Linked DNA regions of Neogale vison: region 2 is linked to region 1. The links are chromatin contacts, called in public Hi-C maps. All regions are on one chromosome and are shown on one strand. The core of a region is the stretch at or near the end of the contact, and the rest is flanking DNA. Distances in the headings are between cores, read along the strand shown.

Region 1 (6,719 bases), core at 349-2,848:
CTGATCACCACTCTACTGAGGTCTAGGGACAAAAAGGTGAATGATGAGTGAGAAGATAACGTGATGTAATTATTACCCACAAAAGTGTGGTGCGTTTATGTAGCTCCAAGAAAGGAAGATCTGACACATCTTCTGTGAGAGCATCTATGTAGAAACCTGCCCCCTCCCATGGATAAATAAGTAACCATTTTCACAGAACTAATTAAAAGTAGTCAATAGAAGTCTCAACATCTTGGAACGTAGGGAACATTTCGCCTGTTATTTAAAATTTTCTAACAGAATGAACAAAGCATTGACAGTATGAGGAAATACATTTCTAATAGTGCCAAGATGTTGTCTTCAAAGGAAAACTCTTCTTGGTGTGATAAGAAAGGTGAATAAGGTTAGTTAAGGTTCTGCCTTCAATAGATTATGTTATTGAAATCTTCTCTATGTGGGACTCCGGCTGGTGCCAGACGGGGGAATGTTTTCCCACTGAGTATTTCACACCTGTGGGATAGTAGAGCTTAAACATCCCTTTTGAACTGAGCCTACAGAAATCCTGTCTGTGGCCACCACCTGCTTTAAACCTTTAAGAACAGTCGTGTTGTCAGTGCCACTAATATCTTAGTACAGGATTCAGGCTTTTTCCCTGGTACAGAAGAGATTATACATTTGGGGGCATGCACATACGTGCTGGCAGTGAAGGGGGTGGGTACGCTCTGTGCATCTTCAGGTGTGTACACATTTCAGAGAGAGCACAGAGGCTAATAAGAGGATGGGGAGCGGCAAGGTAAAGTCTTTATCTAGGCTGATGTCTCCTTTTCCTTATCTTAAGTACAAGCAAAGGCTGGTGGAGGCTTTCACAGAACAAATCCTACCCCACTTCTCTACGGAGAGTCCCCAACGCCTACTGCCCGTGTTGGACAGAGTCTACCCCGTGACTGCAATCCAAGAGGCCCATGCATACATGGAGAGTAACAAGAACATGGGCAAAATCGTCCTGGAGCTGCCGCAGTGAAGGACAAGTTTCCCAGGACAAACTGGAGAAAGTCCCTAGGACGCAGGAAAGAGATCGGGTGCCACTCCAAGCCGCCCTGTAACCTACTGGCCCTCCCCTGGTCTCGCCTACGGATTCGTGTAAAAACAATCGAATGAAATAAAGAGTAGATTTGAAGGGTTGCCCTCTCACTGCGGCGGCCCCAGACCGCGGCCTGGGCCGCCGCGGCGCGGGTGGGGTGGGAGGCGCGACCGCAGTTGTCGCAGGGATTACAGCAAAGGCCGGGACAGTGGGTGCTCAACTGTGGCTGGCCCAGGGCCGGGGGTCCCGGGTACCGAACGAACAGCGTCAGCCACCATACAACGTGCCACAACCCCTGAAAGCCTCTCTGCGCAGCAACAGCAGCCCGGGCTCACCCACCAGCCCTACATCCCCGCCCCGCGCGCCTCACTGAGGCGGGTCCCTGGTCAGGACCCACCCTGTCCCTCCGCAGCTCACCTGGGAGCGGCCCTACCTCGTCCCGCTCTCCTAGGCCCCGCCCCTCTGGCCGGATCCTCCGCTCAGGGCCGCCGCGACAGGAACACCGCCCCTTCTTTAACCCAGGCCCTGCCCTTTCCGGTGCGGCTCGTAAAAGGGTCTCGAACGCTCGCCTTTCATCTTACCGTGCTCTCTTTTCGTTTCAGGTTCCTTCGGCCCCGGAGTCTTTTCGAAAGGGGACATTACGTCAGCACGTCTGGACGTAAGAGGGCGATCATCCGGCGTGTAGTAAAGCTTCCGGCGGAGGTTGGATGTTGATGTCCTGAATTGGAGGCCGTGTGGTGGTCCAGTAGAGCGAGCTCCGGAGGTGTCCGGAGGAATTCCAGTGTTTGTTGCAGTAACTTTATCAGCCCTCCAAGATGGCGATGCAAGCGGCCAAGAGGGCGAATGTGAGTTTCCGGGCATTCAGCAGAAGAATGGGGCGGGGTGGGGGGGTGGACCTCGCTCCTGGACTTTCTTAACGGCGTGGAACTGTGTATTTTGCCCCTGCTCGGTTCCCCAGGCCAGAGTAGCCCAGAACTTACTGTCCTAATGCTGGCACTTCCATCCTGGCCCTGTCCTTGCGGATATGCTCCTTGCGCCACAGTTCGGCTCCACCCCTTTTGAGAGTTCCCTCGGTTTCTTACTCTGGTGTCCTACAGCATTTGTTGCTTGATCAGCACCTACAAACTACGACCCCAAAGTCAGTAGCACAGCCTAGTCTGCAATAAGTAATCTAGTATCTCACAGGCAACCAAAGCTTAGGATTCTCCTAAAGTCACGGAGTGTTTTGGATTTTTCATTAATGTCTTAATATGTTTGAGCACCTACTGTGTGCCGGAATTGAGAGATAGGGAAGAATTCAGAAGTTAAATTTACCGAACATGTACTGTGTGCCTGACACTAGTCTAGGTATTGAATAAATACCTAGTGAATAAAACGAAAAGCCCTTCTGTTTACATTCTTTTGTTAGAGAATGGGGTATTATAGAAACCTAAGAAAAACTGTCTCAGGTAAAAGAGGGTAGGTCAGCTGTAAGGCTGAGAGATATAGGATAATGAAGACAGAAAATTGGACTTGGTGAGATGCAGAATTTTGGAGACCCCGCTGATGATCGTTTCAGTGGATGAAAACGTGGTTGCAGAGGGATGAAAAGAGGTTGGAAGTTAAGAAAATAGAGACAGCTCTTCAAGTTTTCATGTGAATAGGGAGTCCAGAGGTTGAATAATAGTTGACTTTATATAAGGTGTATTTGTGTGTCACTGAGAATGATCCAGTAGAGTGGGAGAAATTGATGATGTGGGAGAAAGATGAGGTAAGTTCAGGAGTGAAGGTTTTTGAGTAGAGGATGACAGGAAGAGGGGGTGGATATGGATGAATTTAGATCGGTGGGTTTAGTGACATGAATATAAGGTACTTACCAATTGGTGATGTATATTTTCTTCAGTAAGCAAGAGGCAAGATCAGTTCCTAAGGATAGGCAAGGAAGAAGTTACAGTGGAACTCAGATGTTAGAGGGAGTGGTGTCGGTAAGGTTTGAGGAAAGAAGGTGTGATACAGTATCGTACAGAGTGAGAAAGCAGATTTATGGGAGAAGTGTATTATAATTGGAAGTGTCAATTGTCTGTTTGAACTCAGTCCGTAATTTTAAATCTAAAACTTTATTGTACTTATTTGTTGACCATTTGTCACCACTACTAGTTTGAGGACAGGGAATAAGTATCCTCTTTTTCCTCTTATACAACACTTAGCGTAATACCTTAAAAAGCTGCCAGTTTAATAGCTTTTGAGCAAAAGTACATTTGAGCAAATGTACTTATACATTGTATTGTACAAGTACAATACAATACAGTTGGATTGTATTCAATTACATACTGGATTGTATGTAATTGAATATGTTAATAAGAACACAGGAGTGAACTCAGGATGGGAGATCTATATTTGAGAGTCATCAACTTACTGTGGAAACCATCTGTGTGGTTAAGAGATCAAAGAGTGTAGAATTAAGGAGAGTCATACAAAGGGTCAAAAAGGAGTCTAAAAGTAAGACTCTGTAGAAGAGCATATTTTAATGGCAAAGAAGAGTGAGAAGAACTAGCCAGAGTGGTAGGAAATAAGAGTGCCAAAAATAGTCAACACTGCCAGAAGCCTCAGAAGTTAAGTGTGACGACAATTGAACACTGAAGTTAAAAGGTTCTTAATGCGGGGCGCCTGGGTGGCTCAGTGGGTTAAAGCCTCTGCCTTCAGCTCAGGTCATGATCTCAGGGTCCTGGGATCAATCCCCATGATGGGCTTTCTGCTCCGTGAGAAACCTGCCCCCCCCACCGCCCCATTTGCACTCTGCCTACTGTTGATCTCTCTTTCTCTGTCAAATAAATAAAATCTTTTTAAAAAAGAAAAAAATAAAGTTAATACCAGGGTGCCTGGGTGGTGCAGTCTGTTAAGCACCCAACTGTTGGTTTTGGCTGAGGTCTTGATCTCAAGGTTGTGGGATCTGGCCCCATGGTGGGCTCCACGCTCATCACAGAGTCTGCTTGAGATTCTCTCCCTGTACCCCTCACTACCCCTTTTTAAAGGTCTTAGCATAAAAATATTTTCATCAGTGCTGGGGTAGAAGCTGGGTTGTGGTAGGTTGATGAGTGTCAGTGAAGTAAAGATTATGAGGTAAGTGAGTATAGATCTTTCCAGATGCTTGACTGAAGGAAAAGAAAAAAGCAAAATAGGGTAGTAAGTAGGGAGCTGATAAGTTCAGGGAAGGCAGAAACCTTGCTTTTTCCCTTGCCTGATAGGTGCAAAAGAAGGTGCTCAGTAAATATTTGTTGAGCAAAGGAAGAAGGATACAAATGACTTTTTTTTTTTTTTGCATGACAATTGTCAGAACATAAGCAGTGCTCACTTAGGGAATAGAAGCCAAGGATGAAGTGAAAACTGTAAATTCAAGAGAGGGAAGATATTATTGATGTAACACGTTCTTTAAAAGACCAGATAAGAGTCATCAATGGGAGTTTCATTGTCTTGGAAGCAAGAACAGTTCCCTTCGTTCTTTCCCATATATGTCTGAGGCATTGAGAACTTTTAAATGAGGTTGAAAATCCTTGTTTAACTGCAGTGAGTGACTGGATGCCTGGGTTTTATAGTAGCCCTGACTAGTTCCTACTAATAGTCCTCCCTAAAACTAGTGCCCAGTTGCTTTTCTGAAAAGAATGCCACTTTCAGGAATATCAGATTATAATCTTTTTTTTTTTTTTAAAAGATTTTATTTATTTGACAGAGAGAAATCACAAGTAGGCAGAGAGGCAGGCAGAGAGAGAGGGGGGAGGAAGCAGGCTCCCTGCGGAGCAGAGAGCCCGACGCGGGGCTCGATCCCAGGACCCTGGGATCATGACCCGAGCCGAAGGCAGAGGCTTTAGCCCACTGAGCCACCCAGGCGTCCCAGATTGTAATCTTTTAAAAATAATTCTTTTTTTTTTTTTAATTTTATTTATTTATTTGAGAGAGAGAGCTCATAAGTATGCAGAGAGGCAGGCAGAGAGAGAAGGGGAAGCAGGCTCCCTGCCGAGCAGAGAGCCCGATGCGGGGCTCGATCCCAGGACCCTGAGATCATGACCTGGGCCGAAGGCAGAGGCTTAACCCGCTGAGCCACCCAGGCGCCCCTTAAAAATAATTCTTATTCTTGACTATTATGTGGGGTTTCTGTTTGCTTTTACTGTGAGAATTTATTTTTACTTATTTATTTATTTTTAAGATTTTACTCATTTAGTTGACAGAGAGAGAGAGGGAGCACAAGCAGGGAGAATGCAAGAGGGAGAAGCAGGCTTCCCACTGAGCAGGGAGCCTGATGCGGGTCTTGATCCCAGGACCCATGATCATGATCTGAGCCCAAGGCAGATGCCCAGTGACTGAGCCACCCAGGTGCCCCTACTGTGAGAATTTATTATGGAGATCTTTTTTAGGTAGTAGCATTTCTGCCCCTGATTATAATAATAGTACATATTTCTCATTTTAGATTCGACTTCCACCTGAAGTAAACCGGATTTTATATATAAGAAATTTGCCATACAAAATCACAGCTGAAGAAATGTATGATATATTTGGGAAATATGGACCTATTCGTCAAATCCGAGTGTGAGTCTTACTGAGATTTTTGAAATGTCGTTTCACGAAAATGATTGTATCCTCTCAGAATTAGAGCTGGCAGCAAGGCCTAACCAAGAGCCTAGAGACTAAATGGATTGAAATCTGGGAGATGAGATTTTTTTTTTTTTTGGTATGGAAAAAATGACACCTTCCTGATCTAGCTCAGTGAGAGCCAAGAATAGTAGTTGTGAAATTAGAGAAGGCATGAAGTATAATGAATGGTTTGAGGGGAATGGGTGGGAAAAGAAAGAACCTTTATCGCATAACTATCATTTGTAAAATCAGTATGATGCTGTGTTTTTTATGTGCATTAACTCTAATTTTCTCTCCTGTTTCCTTTACTGACTCCAGAATTTCTGAATAAACTGAGTAAGGAGCTCTACAAGTAACTGAGAAAAATTATTTTTTTCCCAACCACAGCTTTCTATTGAAGATTGATTGGTTGGTTGGTTTTTAAAGATTTTATTTATTTGACAGCGAGAGAGGGAACACAGCAGGGGGAGTGAGGGACGGAGAAGCAGGCTTCCCTCTGAGCAGAGAGCCTAATGCAGGACTCTGTCCCAGGACCCTGGGATCATGACCTGAGCCAAAGGCAGACATCTAATGGCTGAGCCACCCAGGCACACCAAGATTGATTTATTATTACTACTTTTTTCTATTGAAGATTTAAAAGTATATGGGGGGGCACCTGGGTGGCTCAGTGGGTTAAGCCTCTGCCTTTGGTTCAGGTCATGATCCAGGGTCCTGGGATCTAGCCCCGCACTGGTCTCTCTGCTCAGGGGGGAGCCTGCTTTCCCTTCTCTCTCTGCCTGCCTCTCTGCCTACTTGTGATCTCTCTCTCTGTCAAATAGATAAATAAAATCTTTTTAAAAAAATAATAAAATAAATAAAAGTATATGGGAGAATAATTGCAACACAAGTTCAGGTTTTAATTAAATATAAAAATTGGTGTTTATATTTTCAGATGATATTTATTGAACATCTATAAAATATCATTTGTTGTAATAGGTGCTTTTATTTATATGTCACCAACACTACAACCTTGTGTGGAGGTGACAAATTGTCTGAATTTTGTTTTAAGACATAT
Region 2 (7,118 bases), core at 691-3,190, 140 kb after region 1:
TGTGATCCTGGAGTCCCGGAACTGAGCCAGGTGTTGGCTCCCTGCTCTGCCAGGAGGCTGCTTTTCCTTCTGCTCCTTACCCAGCTCATGTGCTCTCTCTTCTCTCTCTCAAATAGTTGAATTAAATCTTAAAAAACAAAAAACAAAACAAAATCCACACACACAACAAAAAAATAGCTACTAACAAAAATAGTAAAGTTTCATGTCCTACATAACTGGGATATTTATCAGTTGACTATTTGTTTTTCCCCTGCTGTTGTTAGGCAGTCACTAGTGCCTGAGGAAAATTAAATATATACATATGGTACCTTAAGGGAGGGGTGCTTTATGGGCTGCCAGCTTGTGTTTTGCCCTCTCATCAAGAATAATAGCTCAAATCATGGGCGCCTGGGTGGTTCAGTGGGTTAAGCCGCTGCCTTCAGTTTATGATCTCAGGGTCCTGGGATTGAGTCCTGCATCCGGCTCTCTGCTCAGCAGGGAGCCGGCTTCCTCCTCTCTCTCTGCCTGCCTCTCTGCCTACTTGTGACCGCTCTCTGTCAAAAAAAAAAAAAAAAAAAAAAGAATAATAGCTCAAATCATATCTGGCTTTCTCAATGGAGGACTATATAAACAAAGACAGAAACAAAACAGGGAGGAAAGCACACAAATCCTTCATATTCTAATTTGCATGCAGGACACTTCATATACAAACAAAAACCTGTCTCTTTCTTTCTTTCTTTTTTTTTTAAACCAGCCTCTTTCTATAGGAAAACTGTATTCCCTTCAGGGGTCTCCTACAAAGCTAACTGATTCAGGAAAATCAGGTCTGTTTCCATTATAAGGTCTCCACACCCATAAGACGCTGGTTTTTAAGTGGTGAGTGGTATGTTGCAATAATGGAAGCGGACTTCGCCCATTATCCTGGCATCCATACTTCTTTCCAAGCAGAACTATTCCCTCCATTCAGTGCTGGACGAAGTTTTGTTCAACGACGGCGCTTAGATGGCCAGAATGCTTTAATTTTGATGCAGCTGGAGTATTTTTACAGCACTTTTCTTGAGCCTTCGATTTTTCTTACTGCAGCAAATGGGAAGAACTTAATCCAGGGAATAAGACTCTCTATCGCGAATATATCGAGAATTTTGGTGAAATTAACATAATTTCTACTTTACTGGAGAGCTTTTCATATTGTTTTAAACCTTGAAAGTTAAATCACAAATTTTATACTTTCTGTTCAGCTTTTTATATTCGTAATTCTTGCGCGGGTGGGAGCGACCGTGATAAAGGAGACTCTTAAGAGAAAGAATTGATTCTGTGATTCTTAGATCTACCTGGCTAAGGTTACATACAGAAAACGACCCTTTCTTGTTTTGTATACAGACGCAGGGGCCTAACGTTTGTACTTCCTTAAACTTAACATGTGCCAGAAACCGCATAGATCTATTTTACTAGAGTCTTATTTTTACAGCCACGAAAAGTGAGACTCAAGTTCGGTGTCCTGCCTCAGACACCTCTGGGATTTCTAACTTGGGTCACCGAGCCTCGTGTCCCCGTCTATCTCCCGCCTCTGCCGGTCGTTCCTTGCTCCATCCAGCCCATCTGGGGCGATGGTGCAGATGCTAGGGTACTAGGGTCGGGAAGGTAGTGAGAATTCCAATGACAGCTCCTGCGCTCTCTCACCCCCAAGCCCCTTCGGGTTAGTCCCATTCCCCCCCTCCCGGACGCCCGGCCAGACCTGGAAACCATAGAGCTCAGACAGCCCAGAGCGTCCCTTCTCGGGCGGCCGAGCGCTGACGCCGTGCCGCTGGGCGGGGTCTCCTCGAGGGGCGGAGGGAGAGGAGGGGGAACCAGGCAGGAGAAGGGCTGGCCAGCCTTGCAGCGCCCCGCAGCGGCCACGGCCGGAAGCACGGTCTCGTCGGCCCTGCGGCGCTGGATCCCTGACGCACGGAGCTCGAGAGCGAGAGCGAGAGAGAAAGGGGCAGAAATGGCGGCTCCGCTTGGCTCCCGCTGAGGAGGGTGAAGCCGGTGGAGGATCTGAGCTGTCGGCCTGGAGCATCGCTCCCGCTTCCCGCTTTCTGCCTTCTCACGCCTACTTCTCTTCCTCTGCCCTACTCTCGCCTGTCCTCGTCTACGCTCCGCAGAGTGCGGGTCGGCTCGTCTCTCCCGGCCCGGCTCCACTGGCCCTGATTGCCCGGCCGGCGGGCCGGCCTTCCTTGGCTCTCCCGGGCGCGGCGGGCGCGGTGTGGACCCCGTCCTCCTGGCTGGACCATGGTGAACACCCGGAAGAGCTCTCTGCGTCTTCTCGGGTCGAAGTCGCCTGGGCCCGGGCCTGGGCCTGGGGCCGGAGCAGAGCCTGGGGCGACCGGAGGCAGCAGCCATTTCATCTCCTCTCGGACCCGCTCCTCCAAGACCCGCGCTGCCAGCTGCCCCGGCGCCAAGGCCGGGGGAAGCGGTGGCGCCGGCGTCGCTCTGGAAGAGGCCCGGGTAAGAGCGCGGCGGCCCGAGTCCGGAGGCTTGCGAGGGCCGGCCCGGCCGCCGGGGCTTTGTCTGGCCGGGTTAGGGCAGGAAGCCTCCAGCGGAGACCGCTTGGGCGGCTGGGGACGGGGGTCTGCGGGTGCGGTGAAGGATGGCACCCGGCTAGGTAGGGCTGCGACAGCTTTGCTGGTCCGGCCCTTTTGTGTAAGGAACAGGACTGGAGTGTGGGGGGAGAGAGCTCAGGGGGGTCTTTTCGGGGACATCGGAACGGTCTGCTTTCCGTGTCCTTGCCGTGCCTTAGAGGGGAATTCTAGGGAAGCCGGAGCGGAGGGCCGGAGTCGCCGGGTGGAAGGGCTGGGGAAGAGAAGTGAAAGTTTTCTGCGGTGTCAAACCCTTCTTGTAAGTGTGTCAGCTCCTGCCGGTGTCTCAACTCCAGCTTACTCTCAAACTGTTTGGGGGTGGTTCAAGTTGGTGAGGAAGTGAGCGGAGAGCTCCAGTTGGCAGCCAGGCAGGGATGCTGAAAAAAGTTTGTAGCTGCTCTGACACCAACTTGAAAAACAAAATCAACGCTATCGCCTCTCCAGGCAGCCGAGATCAAGCAGGATTTTGGTGGCTGGGGAATCCGCCAGCTAGCGAACCAGGGTTCTAGCAGGGACCCAGTAGAGCTTTCCAGTAGAGCTTCAAGTCTCAAAAGGGGCACGTCGAATGTTTTGGATTGTACACACTGTCTTCAGATGTCTGCATTTTTGTTATGGGAATAGTTTATAGAAGGTGAATGGACACCATGGTCACAGAGTCGCACACGTGACATTTGAAGAAGGCTGGAGATTTAGTTTAGTTGTTTTTTTTTTTTTTAAAGTGGTCGAAAGAGCTTATTTTATAAAACTCTAAGCTAGCACTTGTTTTGTCACTTTAAGGGAATGGAGAAGTTTGTGTTAGGAGATTGGTTATGCATTCAGAAAAGAGTATTGCTTCTGTCTAGCAAGAGGCTAATTTACTGAGACTAATTTGGCTGGAAATGGTTATTCATTTAAAATGCTCCTTTGATTTCACACCATTTTGTTATTGTGGGAGGGAAACAATATTTTATTTTCTATGGGGTCTACAAGATTATGGTTTGTGTGTGCTTTTTCTCTATCACAGACTGTTCAGACACTAATCAGAATGAACTGAGGGAAATAATCATATATTATTCTGTACTAGCCTGAAATACATTTATTGTATCTCTGAAAATGTATTTGGTTTTTATTTTGCTAAAAGTCTGGAAAACATTTAAAAAACATTTAAAAAACATTTAAAAAGAGTCTCGTTAGACTCTTTTGGGGCGAACTTCTCTTAGGTTGAAATAAGAAAGCTAAATCTGAAAGTTGTACATACTATTTAGAATAATTATTTTGAAAACTTGGCATTTTGTAGAAATTACTCCCAATGTGTACAAGCTTATAGACTTTCTGAAGCTGACATATATTTTAAAACAGAAGTAAATTTAAGAAAGGTCTGTCTTCTACACCTAAGTACAAGAAAAATATTTAGAGTGTAAGCATTTATTGTAGTATAATGGTTTCAATGCCTAGTCTATTAGAGCAGTATCTAATTCATCTGAAGCAATTAGCTCATCTGTCACTGATCAGTTTGTGGTCCCGTTTTTGAATTCATGGATATCATGCTGTCCTTACCCTCTGAGGAATAAGGTGAAGTAATTTGTCAAGCAGCTGTTATGGAGATGTTAAAAGGCAAGGAATCAATAATCTAATGTAGAAATGAATGTTTGGTAGCTTTTAAATTGCTGGAGGAATGAAAGGCAGTGCAGCTTTTTCTAGAAGGATGCTAATGAAACTTTGTTTCAAGGATCCCTTGAAAATGTTTTAAAAGGCTGTAAATAACGGGCTAATGAAGATTTACTTTAAAATATTTGTTTTTCTGTTTTAGACTTGTCTTCTGGCTGTAGTAGGTGATAGAATAATGATCTAATGGCTTTCTCTGAGAAATTTAAGAAATTTACTAATCCTGTCATCGGTCCTTTAAAAGTGGATAAGTTATAATTCTGAGTTTAAGTTTATGGACTATATATTTACAAAGCGATTTCTGAATATTTCATTGTATGTATTTCTAAGGTGGGTTGATACGAATGTGGTAAGTTCTTCTCTCAAGTTCGTTTTATGAATTGCAGGAATTTAGTACTCTTTCCTGTGTATTTAAATAGGTACCCTCTGTGTCTTTGGAGTTTTAGTCATTTGCTAGGGTTTGTAATGACTTACTTGTTGGAAAATGGAATTGTTCATGCTGTTGCTTTAGGAGACCCTTATTTTTGTAGGAAGAAATGTGTTCCTTTTTATAAGATACATAATTAAGGAGGTCCTCCTTTTTCTTCTTTTACGTTCTTCACTTTACACCTGATGCTGATTTCTTCCCTTATTCCTCTCAACTTCCTGGATGCTTTTTAGATTTCATGTGCTGTTTAGAGTTACTTCATTTGCTTTAAAAGTCATAGGACCATGAGCTGTGCCAATAATTTTGCCTCCCCCCCCCAAGTATGTGTAGAATTGGGAAATACACATATGATACATTTTGTAGATTATGGCCATGATTTTCTTGTGCCTACACACTTTATTTTTAATGATTATTTATTTATTTATTTGAGAGAGAGAGAGAGAGAGAGAAAGAACATAAGCAGGGGAAGTGGCAGGCAGAGGGAGAGAGAGAAGCAGGCTTCCCAACAAACAGGAAGCCCGTTGGGGGGGGCTCGATCCCAGGATTCTAGGATTATGACCTGAGCTGAAGGCACAGCCCAGGCACCCCGTGCCCACACTTTTTAAATGTCAACTTGATTTATGTAGTTAGTTGTGATACTCTGATAAAAGGGTTTTTTTGTTTGTTTAGTATGTATAAAATTTCACCTCTTTTAGGTGAGTTAATTATGATCAATTAGCATTTATTTGCTCCACCAAAGAGTCACTCTCAGCAAACTAATATTATATTCACAGAATTGGAAAGCAGTTTTGAAAAATATTTCAGCTCTTTTTTTATTTCTGTTAGGCCTGTTTGCTTTTGACTTCATCACTAGTGTGTTACGTTTTTGGGGAAGGTTATATAGTACATTCTGAGGCCCTATCTTTGTTGAGAGGGTTAGAATAAGTATTTTGAGTAACTTTATGGGTAAACTTGCTTTATCTTAATTTCATTAAAAAAAGTCTTTGAGTCCTTTTTTAGTATGCTCTTTTATCACCTTGTACTTATTCTTTTCCAACACCCATGCATTTACCAACATAATAGAAGCAGAGTGGCAGAAATTGATGGTTAAACATGAAAAAGAAGTCTGAAAGCAAAATGTAGTAATGCATAGAACACTCAGATGAGTAGGGAAAAACACAAGTTCTTCAGAGTAGAGCAAGTTTTTGTCATATGTATCAGGTCTTGAGTAATGTGTTAAACAGTGTCCCCTGTCACAGTTTTGAACCAAAATAGCTATGGCGTTCATAGGATTACCTGTGGTAGCCAACTGAAAATGCAACTTTATTCTCTTATTTTATTATTATTATTTTTATTTTATTTATTTATTTGACAGGGAGATAGAGAGCTCAAGTAGGCAGAGTGGGAGGCAGAGGGAGAGAGAGAAGTAGGCTCTCTGCTGAGCAGGGAGCCTGATGTGGGACTCCATCCCAGGACCCTTGGGATCATGACCTGAGCCGAAGGTAGCTGCTTAACCAACTGAGCCACCTGGCACCCTATTATTATTATTTTTAAAGATTTTATTTATCCATTTGGCAGAGAGAAAGAAAGCACAAATAAGCAGAGCTGCAGGCAGAAGAAGAGGGAGAAGCAGGCTCCCCAATGAGCAAGGAGCCCCATGAAGGGCTCCTCCATTCCAGGACCTTGGGATCATGACCTGAGCCAAACACAGATATGCCCAATGGACTGAGCCACTCAGGCGCCCCTGAAAATGCAACTTTAAACAATTCAATTACTGGCCATTTCTGTGGTCTAGATACTCAGAGTTTCAGTTTTTAAGTCATGGATGAAACTTAAAATATCTGTATCAGTGAATCCATATTAATTCCTTAAAGCATTTTCGCTGGCACATAGTCTTTGTAACCATTCTTTGATAGGTCCTTGATTGCATGTTCCCTAAATACCTAATTATAGATAAACCTGTAGCCTCTAGAAACCAGCTGGATGGGTGATACAGGATTATTACTTGCTAGGAGGGCTAAGGCCCAAACCAGTAGCTTAGCCTGAATGAAGAGTGATCCTGTTTCTTCAAGGATCCACCTCAGAAATGTGCCGTATTACTCCGAATTGTATATTTGGCATTTCTTTTCACACATACACAATGAAATTTCATTTGTGTCCCCTATTGAGTTGATTTCTTGGTATTTGGGTTTTGGTCTTTTTTTTTTTTTTTTTAAAGATTTATTTATTTATTTATTTGACAGAGAGAGATTACAAACAGGCAGAGAGGCAGGCAGAGAGAGAGAGGAGGAAGCAGGCTCCCTGCTGAGCAGAGAGCCCGATGCGGGACTCGATCCCAGGACCCTGAGATCATGACCTGAGCCGAAGGCAGCGGCTTAACCCACTGAGCCACCCAGGCGCCCTTGGGTTTTGGTCTTTTATTGGGACTATTTTATCTTTGTTATACCTCTCTGCTGTGGGAGGATTTCATGAAA

What was found. Hi-C and Micro-C count contacts between places; a contact is called where the count stands out from the background.
Region 2: a Hi-C map of fibroblasts shows a contact between it and region 1, with 6 times the contacts expected there. The contact joins the promoter of ATAD2B here to the promoter of SF3B6 in region 1. A contact is called at or near these places in 2 of 3 Hi-C or Micro-C datasets (fibroblasts and muscle).

What each region holds. Positions count from the first base shown.
Region 1 is chr8:125,693,574-125,700,292 of ASM_NN_V1, forward strand. SF3B6 (splicing factor 3B subunit 6) reads left to right here and starts at 1,599. Exons shown (of 4, transcript XM_044261994.1): 1 at 1,599-1,905; 2 at 5,502-5,620. The coding sequence starts at 1,876. TP53I3 (quinone oxidoreductase PIG3) reads left to right here. Exons shown (of 6, transcript XM_044261992.1): 5 at 1-36; 6 at 818-1,156. The coding sequence ends at 1,000.
Region 2 is chr8:125,832,906-125,840,023 of ASM_NN_V1, forward strand. It overlaps ATAD2B (ATPase family AAA domain-containing protein 2B), which reads left to right and starts at 1,941. Exons shown (of 28, transcript XM_044262002.1): 1 at 1,941-2,463. The coding sequence starts at 2,248.